2 separate regions of the Arabidopsis thaliana genome follow, and region 2 is linked to region 1. A link is a contact called in public capture Hi-C data. All regions are on one chromosome and are shown on one strand. Each heading gives the region's core, a stretch centred on a gene start, on an enhancer-like site or on the middle of the called end of the contact. The rest is flanking DNA. Distances are from core to core; before and after follow the strand shown. Region 1 holds the start of AT1G02020 (nitroreductase family protein). Region 2 holds the start of FUS5 (Proteasome component (PCI) domain protein).

What was found. Capture Hi-C pulls out chosen DNA fragments and counts their contacts.
Region 2: a capture Hi-C map of seedling shows a contact between it and region 1, with 2.2 times the contacts expected there. The contact joins the promoter of FUS5 here to the promoter of AT1G02020 in region 1. A contact is called at or near these places in 8 of 26 Hi-C or Micro-C datasets (leaf, root, rosette leaf and 2 more), 1 of 2 datasets of contacts at active chromatin or transcription factors (shoot) and 1 of 3 other capture datasets (seedling).

Annotation. Positions count from the first base shown.
Region 1 is chr1:351,525-358,879 of TAIR10.1, forward strand. It overlaps AT1G02020 (nitroreductase family protein), which reads right to left and starts at 3,600. Exons shown (of 2, transcript NM_100082.4): 1 at 1,714-3,600; 2 at 1,098-1,638. The coding sequence starts at 3,321. The coding sequence ends at 1,318. AT1G02030 (C2H2-like zinc finger protein) reads right to left here and starts at 5,734. Exons shown (of 1, transcript NM_100083.2): 1 at 3,600-5,734. The coding sequence starts at 4,664. The coding sequence ends at 3,861. It overlaps SEC1A (secretory 1A), which reads left to right. Exons shown (of 21, transcript NM_100081.5): 18 at 1-108; 19 at 205-295; 20 at 388-477; 21 at 602-1,021. The coding sequence ends at 673. It overlaps AT1G02040 (C2H2-type zinc finger family protein), which reads right to left. Exons shown (of 1, transcript NM_100084.2): 1 at 6,382-7,355. The coding sequence ends at 6,580.
Region 2 is chr1:387,141-394,495 of TAIR10.1, forward strand. FUS5 (Proteasome component (PCI) domain protein) reads right to left here and starts at 2,668. Exons shown (of 9, transcript NM_100089.3): 1 at 2,270-2,668; 2 at 2,086-2,161; 3 at 1,910-1,998; 4 at 1,711-1,800; 5 at 1,576-1,620; 6 at 1,399-1,469; 7 at 1,128-1,266; 8 at 444-532; 9 at 137-363. The coding sequence starts at 2,428. The coding sequence ends at 339. It overlaps SBI1 (Leucine carboxyl methyltransferase), which reads left to right and starts at 2,672. Exons shown (of 12, transcript NM_100090.4): 1 at 2,672-2,803; 2 at 2,897-3,110; 3 at 3,212-3,259; 4 at 3,343-3,424; 5 at 3,622-3,724; 6 at 3,863-3,983; 7 at 4,076-4,123; 8 at 4,318-4,401; 9 at 4,512-4,576; 10 at 4,881-4,932; 11 at 5,122-5,160; 12 at 5,234-5,676. The coding sequence starts at 2,736. The coding sequence ends at 5,308. It overlaps AT1G02110 (bZIP domain class transcription factor (DUF630 and DUF632)), which reads left to right and starts at 5,691. Exons shown (of 4, transcript NM_100091.3): 1 at 5,691-6,735; 2 at 6,826-7,013; 3 at 7,088-7,311. The coding sequence starts at 5,799.

The DNA.
Region 1 (7,355 bases), core at 2,350-4,849:
TTCTGCTCCTACAGCGGTTCCAGAGAGAAAAGCCACCCCTCATTCTATGAGATCAAGACGAACTGCAACTTGGGCGCGTCCTCATTCTTCTGACGATGGATATTCCAGGCATTCTATTTTACATAATGATTTCTTATTTTTTGGTCCATTTGAGAGGAGCTTGGATTTTTTCTAAGAGTAGTTCATATCTTTCTTCACACCCAGTGACTCAGTGTTGAAAAGTGCTTCTACGGAGTTCAAGAAGCTGGGGCAACGCATCTTTGTATTCATAATTGGTGGGGCAACTCGATCCGAGGTATACATTCAAACAAATCCGACCTTAAATGAATGCTATATATGTTTCTTTTTGTCAAAGCTTGTGTCAACATTGGCATAACTTTTTGACAGCTCCGAGTTTGCCACAAGTTGACAAGCAGTTTGAGGAGAGAAGTGGTACTAGGCTCCACTAGTTTCGATGATCCCCCACAGTACATCACGGTAACACAACATATCCCTTTTAAGAGTTGCTGATTGCTAAATACAAAAAAAAATACCATGGAACCTCAAAGACTGGTGACTGATTTAAATTCTTAATCCAACTGTGTTTTAAATGTTGTCGCAGAAGCTGAAATTGCTGTCGGAAAAAGACATACAAGGGGCTCCTGCTCAGCCCTTCAAACCACAATACTGGTGAATTTGACACAGCTTGAGTCTCAAAAATGTATTTAGGAGAAGTAAAAAAAAAGGCTAATAATTTTGCAATTGAAAGAAGAGTGGATAAGTAAACCTTGTCCAGAGACAAGACTTGGGATCAGGTTAGTAGAAACGTTATGGTGAAGACTTATTTTTTGTTCTTGCTTCTCCTTGACCCCAAACCGTCGCCTTTCCCTTATTTTTTTTCTTCATATGGGTCATTTGGTTCATACTCTATATACTTTTGTGTCACAATTTAACTCTATATATTAGTCTCTACGTCGACTTAATGGAAAAAGTGAAGATGATAGCTTCTAATTTGCTTTATTTATTTATAAACTTTTGGCTATTATTGATTCTTCTGATGTAAGTTAATTTTAAGTTTCGAGTTATATAGCAATCGTTAAGTTGGCAAAAGATTTTAACCCTCGAGACTTTTTGGACAACAAAACGCAAATATGATAGAGCGGAAGCTCATTAAAAAATCGTTTTAGAGCAATGTCACCAAACAAAGAAAATCCATTTCCCAATAAAAAAACAACGAATATAAAATTCGATTATATATTTACCATCAACCACTTAACAGACCACAAAATGAAGGCTGTTTACGGATTCAACACAGATTAACGGGTATGTATGTATGATCTAGGCAACGGTGGTGGTGGGACCAGGATAAGCAGGAAGAGTCATGATCCGCTTGTCTACAACTGGACCTCCCACAGTGAAATGGTACAGACTCTGAAAGCTAGAGTCATTAATCCCCAGAACCTCGTGCACTGGATCATCGAAATAGCACCCAATCCCGGTTGCTGAGATCCCCATTGCGTGTGCTTCCAGGTACAAAACTTGTCCAACAACACCCGTCTCCCAGAACAGTCGAGGGTACATCCATGAGCCCTTCTCCCGCAGTGCTGGTTCAAACCGAGCTATCATGCCTAAGCTGAAGCATCCATCCCCTGCAATGTCCTGCATCCATCAACCACAATGATTCAGTAACCAAGTGAAATATATTGTTAATTACAACTCTATCCGACTCTGTACCTGATGACATGATAGCCCTTTTGCCAGCCTCTGGCAATCACCCTCGGCGAGCTTGTACAGAGGAAGATTGTCCGGACATCCATCTGGTTTAGTCCACTCAAATTCAGGCCTCGTAGCTGTCTTGAGATCACTGAGATGATCCTCGTTTCTGACTAGGAGATACAGTCCCTTAGGCAAACCCGAAACTCTGTGAACAAACAAGGCAAGATGAACCTCAGCAGTATCCCAAGGAAGAGCTCGAAACGGCAGCGCAAGTTGCTCTTTTTGGGACTCGCCTGTGGAAGGAAGACAGTGCATCAGCATCTGGTAAAACGAAGACATGTCTATACAAGTAACAGCGTCCATATCAACAGCACTTCTTCTCGTCCTTACAACTTGCCTCACCGTTAACTTATTATATGAACTGTGGCTAAACAGAGCACGACTGCTTGTGAAGGAAGCAACATCAATTGAAGAAGAAGAGGTGGAGTAGATCAATGGAGGCTTTTCTACAGCCTTGGCTGTCCTGTAGATGATATCCCAACACAAATGCTCTTTGCTCAGAGTATTGGGGTTTCCAGTCCATTCTAGGCTTGGGAAGTCTCTAAGGGCAGAGCTAATTGCGAGGTAGTCTAAGTTGAGATGTTCTCTACTAGTTCCGTTGGGGAAAACAAGGAGTAAGCAGTCAGGATGCTCGAATTCAATCTCAGGGAGCTCAGCTTTACCTTTACCTTCAGGTAACTGAAATTCGGGGAGACCCATAAGCCTCTTGAGATCATCAGCTCCGAAAGCGTCGAGAAGCTTCAAGTCCCAGCCTAGGTCTGCGGCTGCAATGGAGAGAGCGGCAATGGCGTGGCCGACGTCGTGGTTACAGTAACGAAACGCTCGTTCTCCGTACTTCCAAGCTTCACGCCAGAAAATTGAAGAAATTCCGATGAGAAAAGAATTCTCCGGGAAGAAGTTGGGGAAAAAGGAAGAGGGGATGTGAGCTCTAACCTCCAAAGAATGCTCTTTGGGAGCATAGTGGGAGACGAAAGCGGATTGGGAGAGGGAAGGGATGGGAGGAGCAATGAGATAGGCCTCGGTGGGATGCAAGTTACCGCTGCTGGGGTTGACGCGGAGGGGCCACGTGGAGGATCCGGTGGTCTTCCAGGCGGAGAGAGCGAGAGAATGGTAGAAAAGGTGAGAGATTGTAGGAAGAGAGATGGGTTTGGGCGGAGGAAGCGAGTCGAATAGAGTAGAGTAGAGAGGAGAGTCGGAGTCGTCGTCGATGTCGTGATTGGGGTGTTGGAGAGGAAGAAGAGGAGCAGAGAGGTACCGGCGGAAGGGATTAGGCTGATTGGCCCAGTCGAGACCACGAGGACCTCTCGCGTAACCGTTCAAGGAGTGCTTCGTCTGGTTGTGGTACTTGAGGACCAATTCAAGCGAAGAGGAGGAATCGTCCTTGTTAGGGTTTTCCACAGAAGAAGAAGAAGAAGAAGAAGAAGAAGAAGAAGAGAAGGTCATGGCGAAGATAAAGGCACTTTTTGGTGTTCGAGGAATGGAGAGAAGAGAGGTCGAAGACGCGAACCTCCACGAAATCGTCGGATTCATCATTGCTTCTCCTTTCCTCTGTCTGGGATTCGACATCTCAAAACCAGAAACCAACGGATCTTTGTACCGGGACGGTTCAGATATGGATGGACCGGTTAAGGGATAACCAAAATTGCCTGTGATTTCTCTCTGTGACTTGGGGAACAACTCCACTGCAATTACACCTTTGTTTTCTTTCCTTTTTTTAAAGAAGAAGAAGAAAGTGCAATCTAAAGGCGTGACTCGTTAGAGCTTTTTTGTTGTCCAAAAGTTACGGTGGTCTCTCTGTCTCTTAGTCGGCAAAATTCCCTCTTTAAGAGTATATAAGTAATTTTGGGTATTCTTTTTTTATTTCATTGGCATAACGAAACACACGACTTGAGCAACAACAAACCACGTCACTCGATCACGCTTTCATGCTTTACCATTTTCCCACACAAATCGACTACTATCACATGATTTCCCTCATTACCTAACTCACTTGTGTTCTTTGACCACATCAAAATTTGTCCTCAATACGTACACTTGGAGAATTTTACTACATTACTTGGAATCAAAGGTGGTAATTACTATAGTTTGACCAATCTGATCAAGCATTAAAAAACCGACGAGGCCATCTCTTCCTCCTCCGATGGCGCTGGGAGATTTAGATCTATCAAGCTAATTATTATTCCTGATCTTCTCGTGAATTCATTATTAGCGGAAGCGTGAGATCTTTTGTGACCTCCGAGAGCTTGACCAGATGTGAAGACTTTGGCACAGATTGGACATTCATGGTGACTACTAGTACTCTTCTTCTTCTTCTTCTTCAACTCATCTGAGCCTAATTGATCTGTTTCTGCTATCTTCTTCTTGTGGCTTGCTCTGTGTCCCCCTAACGCCTGATACGACTTAAACACTTTCTCGCAAGTCTCGCACTCGAACCACTTATTCCTCTTCTTCTTCCATCTCTCTTCATCACTTTCCTCTTCCTCCTTCTCCCACTTGTCTCTCGACAGCAACATGAGACTCAAGGCCACGTCTTCTTCCGTTGTTGCAGCGTCCGACACCGAACTCATCGGTTCCTGCTCCGTACACGACTCACTGAGTTCTTGAACCCCGATCTTGATATCTGCTGCTCTTGCGGTTTCACTTTTCCCTTCTTCGTTGGATTGTTGATGACGTAATGATGAGATGGATCTCCGGTTAAGTCTGGATCGTTTGCGGGAGGGCTTCTTGGACGACTCGGTTTCACTCTCTCTGTCCTGAAGAACAAACCCTGGATCAGCCATGGAAGACGAATATGACTCGGGCTGACTGGGGAGAGGGTGAATGAGCATGTGAGACCTCATGTGACCTCCCAAAGCCCTTCCATTAGCGAAGCTCTTCCAACATAACTTGCACTTATGCCTCTCTTCCATTTCCTCAATTTACCAAAACAGAGCAGAAATAGAAGAAAAAGGAGAGAGAGAGAGAGGGAGAATATAAGAAGAAGAAGAAGAAGAAGTCGGAGTAGGTTACAAGCACTCTTCCACCAACACTTAAGCTAATATACGAAGTCCCAACAACAAGTTAATGTTTTCTTTTTAAGGAAAAGAATTAATGGGATACTTAAGAATATCAACGAAAGCAGTTTACTTTCTTTTTTAATATCAGAAACGGCTAAATAAAAGACCTGTCTGTTGTGTAAACATAAATACAAATAAGCCTCTAAATATATATAATTATCAGTTATGTTTTTCTTATTTTATTGACAGATTGAGCCAAAAAAAAAGAAAAAAAAAAGAGTATTGAATGATGAAGTGAAGAGCCGTTGATCAAACATGTAACATGCGATCTCACACCTTTATTCCTCCACGCTGACTTTTTTTCTCCTCTAATTTTTCAAATACACTCTTCTACTAGCCCAAAAATACTAGTATGTAAATAGTAAATACTAGTATGTAACTGAAAATTTCAATACTTTGTTGATTAGAAAAGAGTTTGTGGATGAGGGTATTCATTTTGGTAAAGTTGCAAACAAAAACCGTTGAGGTTTTGTTGTAACGACTAAACAACACTAGCACTGGCCCCTCTATTTCTAACTTTACCAAATTTTAATGATTCTGTGACAAATACACCAACTCTCCTTAAATCATAGGTTGACACGTGTGACTAAACTGCTGACTTCCCGCATCGTATAGTTAGTGCTATCTTTGACTCTCATACTCACACGCCCTTTTGGTGTTGACTCACCTCTTGTCATTTATTTGGATGAAATTTCAATATAAGAATCTAAATTTCATTACTCTACAAATTTCTACTAACAAAAATATTTTCCCAAGCATGTCTAAATAATTTTAACCTTATCTCGTTGAGACGTTATTACCTCATACTAGACCAAAATTTCCTTGTATCAATAGCGTGCAACTCTTGTACGTGTCTATATGTGTCAATTGTTGTTAAAGTACATGTCCTCAAGTTAATTGATTAAAGATCTTTTGAGTGGCCCAAAGAGTCATATACTTTGCTTGAGCTTTTCTCAAAGAGAAATTGGAGGATATCAGTTGACATTAATCAAATTCCCCCCGCTAATCCTAGTTTTCAGCTGATGGTTGGTGGGCTTCCTAAAGTCAAAAGTTCATAACTTGTAATGGCAACCACTCATTAATAACATATATGCGAGATAAAAATGACTCTTTTCTTGTAATCGTATTGAGAGAAATGACCCTTTCCTTGCAATCGGTGCTTAATTAAGAACCACCAAAATTATCAATTCCGTTGAGGCGTTGACTCATGTTCATGTGTTTTCAGTGTAGTAAGAGCCTTTTGATTATTAACATGATTAAAATATATATGGGCATATCACGAGAGTTATTTGATACGTGATATTCGTTTATTTATTTGATATTTTTCTTCTTTGTGATTTCTTAATTTCGAATTTACAATTTCTTTTCTGGAAAACTTCAAAATTATATCTCCTTCTTGATGGCTTAACAAGTAAATTATATCACTCTGTAAGATTACAAACATGAAATTAAAACATTTGCGCTTATATGAGCAAGGAGCCCTTGGTTATCTTACTTTATTCTCAACGTATATAATAATAAAAAATGATACAATTATCTATCTTGTATATTAACTAGTTGTGAAACTTAATTTCTTACTTATATCTTTGTATATATTGGACTAGAACTCCTTATGGCTCTCTAAATCTGCAGAAGACGCCAAGTGTAATTCATATAAATCCATAAACTCTATATATAAACTCATGCACTTAATTGTATATATGTAAAGAATATAAACGAATGAAAGTTAAAAGAATATAATTAGCAACTTAATTAAATTAGTCAGTCGTCAAGACCAATCACCACTTGCGAGTTTTAACCACGAAGATGAAGTAGCGTTGTGATTATTGCCACCACCATCTCTCTCGATCATCCCTACGCTCATGGCCGTTGGATCGACGGAATATTCTTGGCAAGCTAAGTTGAGATCGAGAGATGGTTGATCTAACGGCTGCGGTCTGCCGACGGAATGATGATGATCGTGGAGCGACGTCATACGAAGATAATTGGAAGGTGTTAGCCAATGGCATCGCTTGTGGCCTCCTAAGGCCTGTCCCGAAGAGAAGACGCGATGGCAGATGGTGCATTCGTGAGCGTTGGATCTCTTTCTTGCGATATGAGCCGTTGATTTGTCTTCCTCATCCTCCTCCTCATCTTCGTCCTCGTCGTTGTCGTCGTCGTCTTCTTTGTATTCCTCTTCCTCTTCCTCTTCTTTATCTTGAGAGGCAAAACAACCCTTCACTTTCTTGTGGCTTGCCCTGTGTCCACCCAATGCCTGATGCGACGTGAACACCTTCTTGCAAGCTTTGCATTGGAAAACCTGGGCGGTTTTTTGCTTTTTGACGGTTTTGCCCTTACCATGTCCATGTTGTTTATGCTGATCACCACCATGCGCATCCCCTGAATTGGACAACAAGACAAGACAGTTGGCAAGCTCTTCGTCTTCGTTTGGAGACAAGTTAAGATGATGATGCTGAGTGGACATCGATCTCTCCCTCTTCCACGGAGGACGACGTGACATGTTGTCCTCATCGTGTTGTCCACGACTGAACATTACGAAATCAA
Region 2 (7,355 bases), core at 1,418-3,917, 35 kb after region 1:
ACTAAGCAGGTTTCAACATGTGAGGGGCCAAGGCGCTGGCTAGTGGTCAAAAGACGGAACACTGAGAATATCTGTATCATTCCATATGATCCAAGCGCCTAGCTTTGCTCAAGTGTCAAGACTATTGATTACTGAATACTAAATTCAAAGCCATTTTTCTTTTAATGGGCAGAGAGACACCAAATTTGCTAATGAGGGAAATCAAACATAACAAGGGGTTATTGTGAGAGAGAACAGAGGATCTTATACAAGTTGAAAATCCGCAACCAAATAATCATAATCTACTCTCGGTAAATGGAATGTCAATCCGCACTGACCATTTGCTCTCTCTTGCTCCTCTACCTTGTTACAGGATGCCTCCTCCTGCGTTCCAAAGTTGAATGTGTGTATGTTATATCATCTCCTTTGTACTTATCATCTCACTCATATCTAATATTCGTTACCTCTTTGGTCGGATCCCATCTTCTTCGTAGTCCATCACTCCACTTGGTTCCCCAAACATCTCCTTATTCCCTCTGATGTCAACATCCCCCTGCCCACAACGTAAGTAAGACTATATCGACCACCACCCTTCCCAATCATATTTCAGACACAAAAAACCAAACGAACCTTGTTTCATTTCATTTAACAATCAGACAATAACCAAGTACTACCATTCCAAACAATTCATGTCCTCTAATGACTTTAACACTTCACTAACAGCCGTTGTGATTGCGTTCCTTGTTTGTTTTTAATTAAAGAAAACTTCATAATATATGTTTACATCCAACATGTAAGATTTCTTGTTCCACGAAAGAACGGTTAAAAAAGCCCGCCACAGTTGGCTGATCGATTCGTTTGTTATTAAGAAACATAACTTTTTAATCTATGATAGGACTGGACTTGGAAAGCTCAAAGACCTAGAAAGATTTTTTTATCAAGTCTCTCCCATCCCCGCTTACATAGACCTAAGCTATTAATAAGAAGAAACCCACTACAATTCTCTGAAGAAATATAAGACAGAATAGCTGACTGGACTCTAACTCATGGTCACAAGACAGTAACCAAGAAAGAATGTAACCAATATTAGTTACATAATATACTTAGTAGGGAAAAGTGAAGCCAATAGGACTCCAAGCGCGACTGACCTTCATGGACAGAGACTTCTTCACTTCTTCCACCCCTTCTTCTGCTTCCTTACGATGTTTTTTGTCCATCTCACTCATATTGTCCGCCCATTTGATCTTGTCTTGAATTGAAATGAGCAGATTCTCTGACGTGTTCAACCTAGACATCAATTTGGGCCAACACATAAAAGAGTAGGACGTCATTAGCCATGTATTCTAACATCACGTACAAGTTCTTATAATTAGATATAGAAGGCAAAAAATCCTGGATCTAAGGGAAGAAGAAAACTACCAGTTGGACAATGTGTGTAACATATTCCCTAGTTGACCTGGCCTTAGATCCCTACCAGCTGCAAACGGAACCTGCATGGTTGCAAGAGATATATGATGTTTAGAAGGGGGGGCTCGTACGTTTAGAAACAAAGCACAATGGTTAAAATAGGAAAAGGAGGCCCAAACCAAAACACACCTCAAAACATCTTTTTAACTGATCCAGTTTTCCCCTAACTATACCCTGCAAAGTGTAAAAGAAAAAAAATGAGCACCATGCGTTGTCACAGTTAGTTGTCAAATAGAGATTAGAAGACTGCTAAAGAGTACTCACCGCATACATGCATTCATTGATAAGAAAGTCCTCGAGTTCGCGAACATTGGAAACATCTAACTCGACCATTAGTGTATCATAGGGCAATACCTATAACAAGCAGAGTGAGAGAGACATTCAGTTAGGCAAACAGCAGGGGAAAAAGATAATGGAACAGAGTAGATAGCAGGAGCAAATCATGAACCTAAGACAAATATACCTTGTTAGACTCAGCAAGGGTGAGGACAGTGAGCTGCTTAAGCTTAAGAATTTGGTCAGGGGACAAGTGCGGAAGACGGGTGGCATTGCCTAGTGTTTCGATGAAAGCAAGTCAAGAGGAGAGAATATGACAAAAGGGAAAACGAATTGAAATAGCATATGACAAAGGGGTCATACATTTGTAGTCTCCCCAGGTGCCATGGGCAAACAAGCGTAGTAGATCCAGGTACACAGAATCTGTGGTTCCTTCAAGCTGCACAATTACGATTAATCAGCTACTAGTATCTATCAAGTTGTTATGATCAGCGAAGAACAAAAGCATGTAAAACCCTAGATCGTGAAAAGCATAAAGTAGTAGTACCTGGGCAACATTGGGTAGAGCCAAAATCTCGGAGAAGGCGAAGAGAGAAGGATGCGATGTGGCTTCGATGATGAGCGGGCCCAGAGCCTCGGATTTGCAAGTAGAAGCTCGCTTCACGAGCTGATCAATGATCTCGGCTTGCTTCTGCTCGATATCCATCTTCCAAACAAATCGATTTCCGGTGGTTTAGGGTTTTCTTTCTTACCACACTAATAACGAATAAAATCCCAAACTTCTTCTCTCTGCTCCTTCCTTCTTCCGTTTTTATATTACTGTTTTTTTTATGTGACCGACCGAATTCTTCTAGAATCTTGTTTAATAATTGGGCTCAAATTTCGTAGTTTCTGGGCCAAGGCCTACTAAGAGAAATATTAGAAACCGCGTCTGGTGAGCCCAAACAATCCCGGGGAAGAGAGAGACTATTGAATATTCTTCTTCCTTCATTTTGGCTGAGAGAGCGACGACGATGGCGGAATCTCGCAGCAACAGAGCGGCGGTTCAGGCTACTAACGACGATGCATCCGCCAGTAAATTGTACGCCTACCTCTTTCTCTCTTCTTTAATTAGGGCTCTTCTTTTTTTTTTGTTGTTGTTGTGGATCTTTGAGCCTAGATAATATTTTTAAAGGTCTTGTGTCAAAAAGGGATATATGAAAGACGACTATGTTCATCTCTTTGTGAAAAGACCTGTTCGAAGATCTCCCATCATTAATCGAGGTTACTTTTCCCGTTGGGCTGCCTTCCGAAAGCTTATGTCTCAGTTTCTTCTAAGCGGGACAAGTTCTAAGAAACAGATACTGTCTCTCGGAGCTGGCTTTGATACTACCTATTTTCAGTTGCTGGTGCGTCTTCTTTTTCTTCTCCTTTTTGTTAGCTTTTACCAAATTCACCATTCTTCGGCTTATTCCAGGGATCTCTCGCTTCTTCTCTTCTCATTTTGTAGGATGAGGGGAATGGGCCCAATCTCTATGTGGAACTTGATTTTAAGGAGGTACTACTGGATGAGCGTGCTGACAAAAGTATCCATCATGTGTTTTGAGTCTAATGCCTAAATGGATTTGCTTCTTACGTTAGGTGACTAGCAAGAAGGCTGCTGTTATACAAAACTCCAGCCAACTCAGGGACAAACTAGGAGCCAATGCATCTATTTCTATTGGTAAGAGCCTTTTTTCCCCCCATGTATTATTATGTAGAATGATCCTTTTCATTATGATGCATTTCAGCTTGTGCACTCATATTTTTCTTCATTCCGCTTCTACTAGCTACTAACTCAACCACCCCCTTTTACTTTGTACCGTTAGCGTCTAGTTTCAGTTGCTTACTCTTAACTCGTTGGGCTGTTTATCTCTACAGACGAAGGACAAGTTCTCAGTGATCATTACAAGTTACTTCCAGTTGACCTGCGCGATATACCAAAATTAAGAGATGTTATATCCTTTGCAGATATGGATCTAAGGTATCCATGAATAATTTTTATTTATTTTACACACTGTTATCTTGAACCTTCAACCCTCTTCTTCTACCCGGGTTTAAGATATATGGTAACAGATACTTACTGGTGATAGACCTACTTGATCCCTAATATCATTATCAGTCTGCCGACGTTTATTATTGCAGAATGTGTTTTGATTTATCTGGACCCCGATTCAAGCCGTGCCATCGTCAATTGGTCGTCAAAAACGTTTTCAACTGCAGTATTTTTCTTATATGAGCAGGTTAGCTCAACTGTGATTTTCCTTGTCTGCATAATATTGCAGATACGAATCTTATTGCTTATGTGTCTAACCCGTTGGGTTTCTGTTTGCAGATCCATCCAGATGATGCATTTGGGCATCAAATGATTAGAAATTTGGAGGTAAGAACGTGTACTCTACTACTCTAGTTACAGCGACATCTTCATTAGTAAAGCTTTTTTGAGATTTTTGTCAAAATATGGATACTAGTATGACACTAAAATATTCTAGTATTGCCACATGGGTTCATGTTGTACTGATCAATTACCTTCATTTAAACTTGTTCTGAAAGCTTAACGGTGTTTCTGTTCTTCAGAGTCGGGGATGTGCACTCTTAAGCATTGATGCATCACCAACTTTACTTGCAAAGGAGAGATTGTTTCTTGATAATGGATGGCAGGTTCGTTTTGCAGTTAGAATATTATGATTAAAGCAGGGCTAACTTTCATGTATAATTTCTGATATAAGGACTCTCATTTCTTTACCCTCTTCTTTATTCTGGTGTTTCAGAGAGCTGTTGCCTGGGACATGCTAAAAGTGTATGGTAGTTTTGTTGATACTCAAGAAAAACGCAGGTCAGTACTGTACGTTTTGTTAAAACTGTGTAAGGGCGTTATGTTATTCATACCTAGTATCTGGCTGAACTCTGTCAAGAAATATCTAAAAAATGCTGTTGCCCGTGACTTTTGAGCTTTCCAATGTTTTTTAGATGAACCTCTTACAGTCTTACTATATATATCCTGTTTTTTGTTTTTTCTTCTCTCTCACTCTCTCTCTCACTATCCTGTTTTGGCTCTCTTGTTTCTTCAATTCATGAGCTTTCATTAGAAAGCCTACTTCTCTTGGAATATATCTTAAATGAGAATGTCGTGTTTCTAGGATCGAGCGATTGGAGTTGTTTGACGAATTTGAAGAGTGGCACATGATGCAGGCAAGTCTGTCTATACCTCATTAACTAGATGTTGCACCTCTATGTATGTATGGGAAAGCATAAAAAGACCAAAAGATGATTGGTGTTGAATATCAACGGTATCCATTATATATTTTTGATGATGCATGCGTCAGATCTTGTTCTAGTGTGTAGGTAGTTGAGCATTATTTAACCGTTTATATTCAACAGGAACATTACTGTGTCACATATGCTGTCAATGATGCAATGGTACGTACATGAGTCTCTACAAGTCATTGTACTTTTTAGATTCTGGAATGTTTTTTTGATTAAAAAAATGCAGGGAATATTTGGTGATTTCGGTTTCACAAGAGAAGGGGGCGGTGAAAGAATGAGCTCATCAGCGTCATCACCTTGAAAAGGAGGAGGGTTTGTATTGCATTGAATCCCCGGAACTTGCAACTGGTACGTTAGTTAATACAGTTGGAGGAAAACCCCTGGTGGTGGGTAGAATCTGATAGTGCTTGGTTTACCTAATTTGTAAGGAATGATGATTGATTGCACAAAGTTAGAAAGGCCTTTCTCTGGGTGCTGAGCAGAAAACGAAGGAAACACGAACTTGTCTGCGTTATCTGTGCTTTTGATTTAGTTTAGGCTCATGGTCGAGATATGTGGGCCGGGCCTCCCCTTGTTTTATTTTTGGTTGTATTTTCTAATAATTGTGCAAAACAAAGAAACCTCACCTCGGTCAAGAAACGCTCTGAAATCTGAACTCTGAAGGTTGTTTTTCTTCTTCTTTCGGTGGTGAAAAAATTATCTTTATGAAAAGACAAAAAAGTTTTTGAAAAAAGGAAATTTTTTTCAAAAAAACAGACTGAGAGAGAGAGAGAGAGAGTGTGTTGTTGGCCATGGGATGCACGGCCTCCAAGCTCGACAGTGAGGATGCTGTCCGTCGCTGCAAGGAGCGGCGCCGTCTTATGAAGGACGCCGTCTACGCTCGTCACCATCTCGCCGCCGCTCACTCTGACTACTGCCGCTCCCTTCGTCTCACTGGCTCTGCCCTCTCCTCCTTCGCCGCCGGCGAGCCCCTCTCCGTCTCCGAGAATACTCCCGCTGTTTTTCTCCGCCCTTCCTCCAGTCAGGACGCGCCACGTGTCCCTTCTTCCCATTCCCCAGAACCCCCTCCTCCGCCCATCCGCAGCAAGCCTAAGCCTACTAGGCCTAGGAGGCTTCCACACATTCTCTCCGACTCCTCTCCTTCTTCCTCTCCTGCCACCAGTTTCTATCCCACTGCTCACCAGAACTCTACTTACTCTCGCTCTCCATCTCAAGCTTCCTCTGTCTGGAACTGGGAGAATTTCTACCCTCCCTCTCCCCCCGACTCCGAGTACTTCGAACGCAAAGCTCGCCAGAACCACAAGCACCGTCCTCCTTCCGACTACGACGCCGAAACTGAAAGATCCGACCACGATTACTGCCACTCACGGAGAGATGCCGCCGAGGAAGTTCACTGCAGCGAGTGGGGCGACGACCACGACCGTTTCACTGCCACCTCTTCGTCCGACGGAGATGGGGAGGTCGAAACTCACGTTTCCAGATCCGGTATTGAAGAAGAGCCTGTGAAACAACCACATCAAGACCCAAATGGCAAAGAGCACTCTGACCATGTTACCACTTCTTCCGACTGCTACAAGACCAAATTGGTGGTAAGGCACAAGAATTTGAAGGAGATCCTTGACGCCGTTCAAGACTACTTCGACAAGGCTGCCTCCGCTGGGGACCAGGTCTCCGCCATGCTTGAGATCGGCCGGGCTGAGCTCGACCGCAGCTTCAGCAAGCTGAGGAGTAAGTCTCACACTCTACTAACTAGATGTAGATGATGATGCATTGAAACCCATCTCATTCTCTTACTCTCTCTATATTTGTTGTCTGCAGAGACGGTGTATCATTCAAGCAGTGTGTTCAGCAACTTGAGCGCAAGCTGGACCTCAAAACCCCCATTGGCAGTCAAATACAAGCTCGATGCATCTACCCTGAATGATGAACAAGGCGGCCTCAAGAGCCTCTGCTCCACTCTAGACCGACTCCTCGCTTGGGAAAAGAAGCTTTATGAGGATGTCAAGGTACATTCCCTGTTTTTGTTTTCGGTTTTCGGCTTACCAACGGTTACGAAATAAACTTGTGAATTCGAATTTAGGCAAGAGAAGGAGTTAAGATTGAGCACGAGAAGAAGCTGTCTGCGCTGCAGAGTCAGGAGTATAAGGGAGGTGATGAATCCAAGCTAGACAAGACTAAAACTTCCATAACCAGACTGCAATCACTCATCATTGTTTCTTCAGAAGCTGTTTTAACCACGTCTAATGCCATTCTCCGCCTCCGGGACACTGACCTTGTCCCTCAGCTTGTTGAACTCTGCCACGGGTCAGTCTTTTTTTTGTAGTTGTGTTTGTGTTTCATTGTTCCTT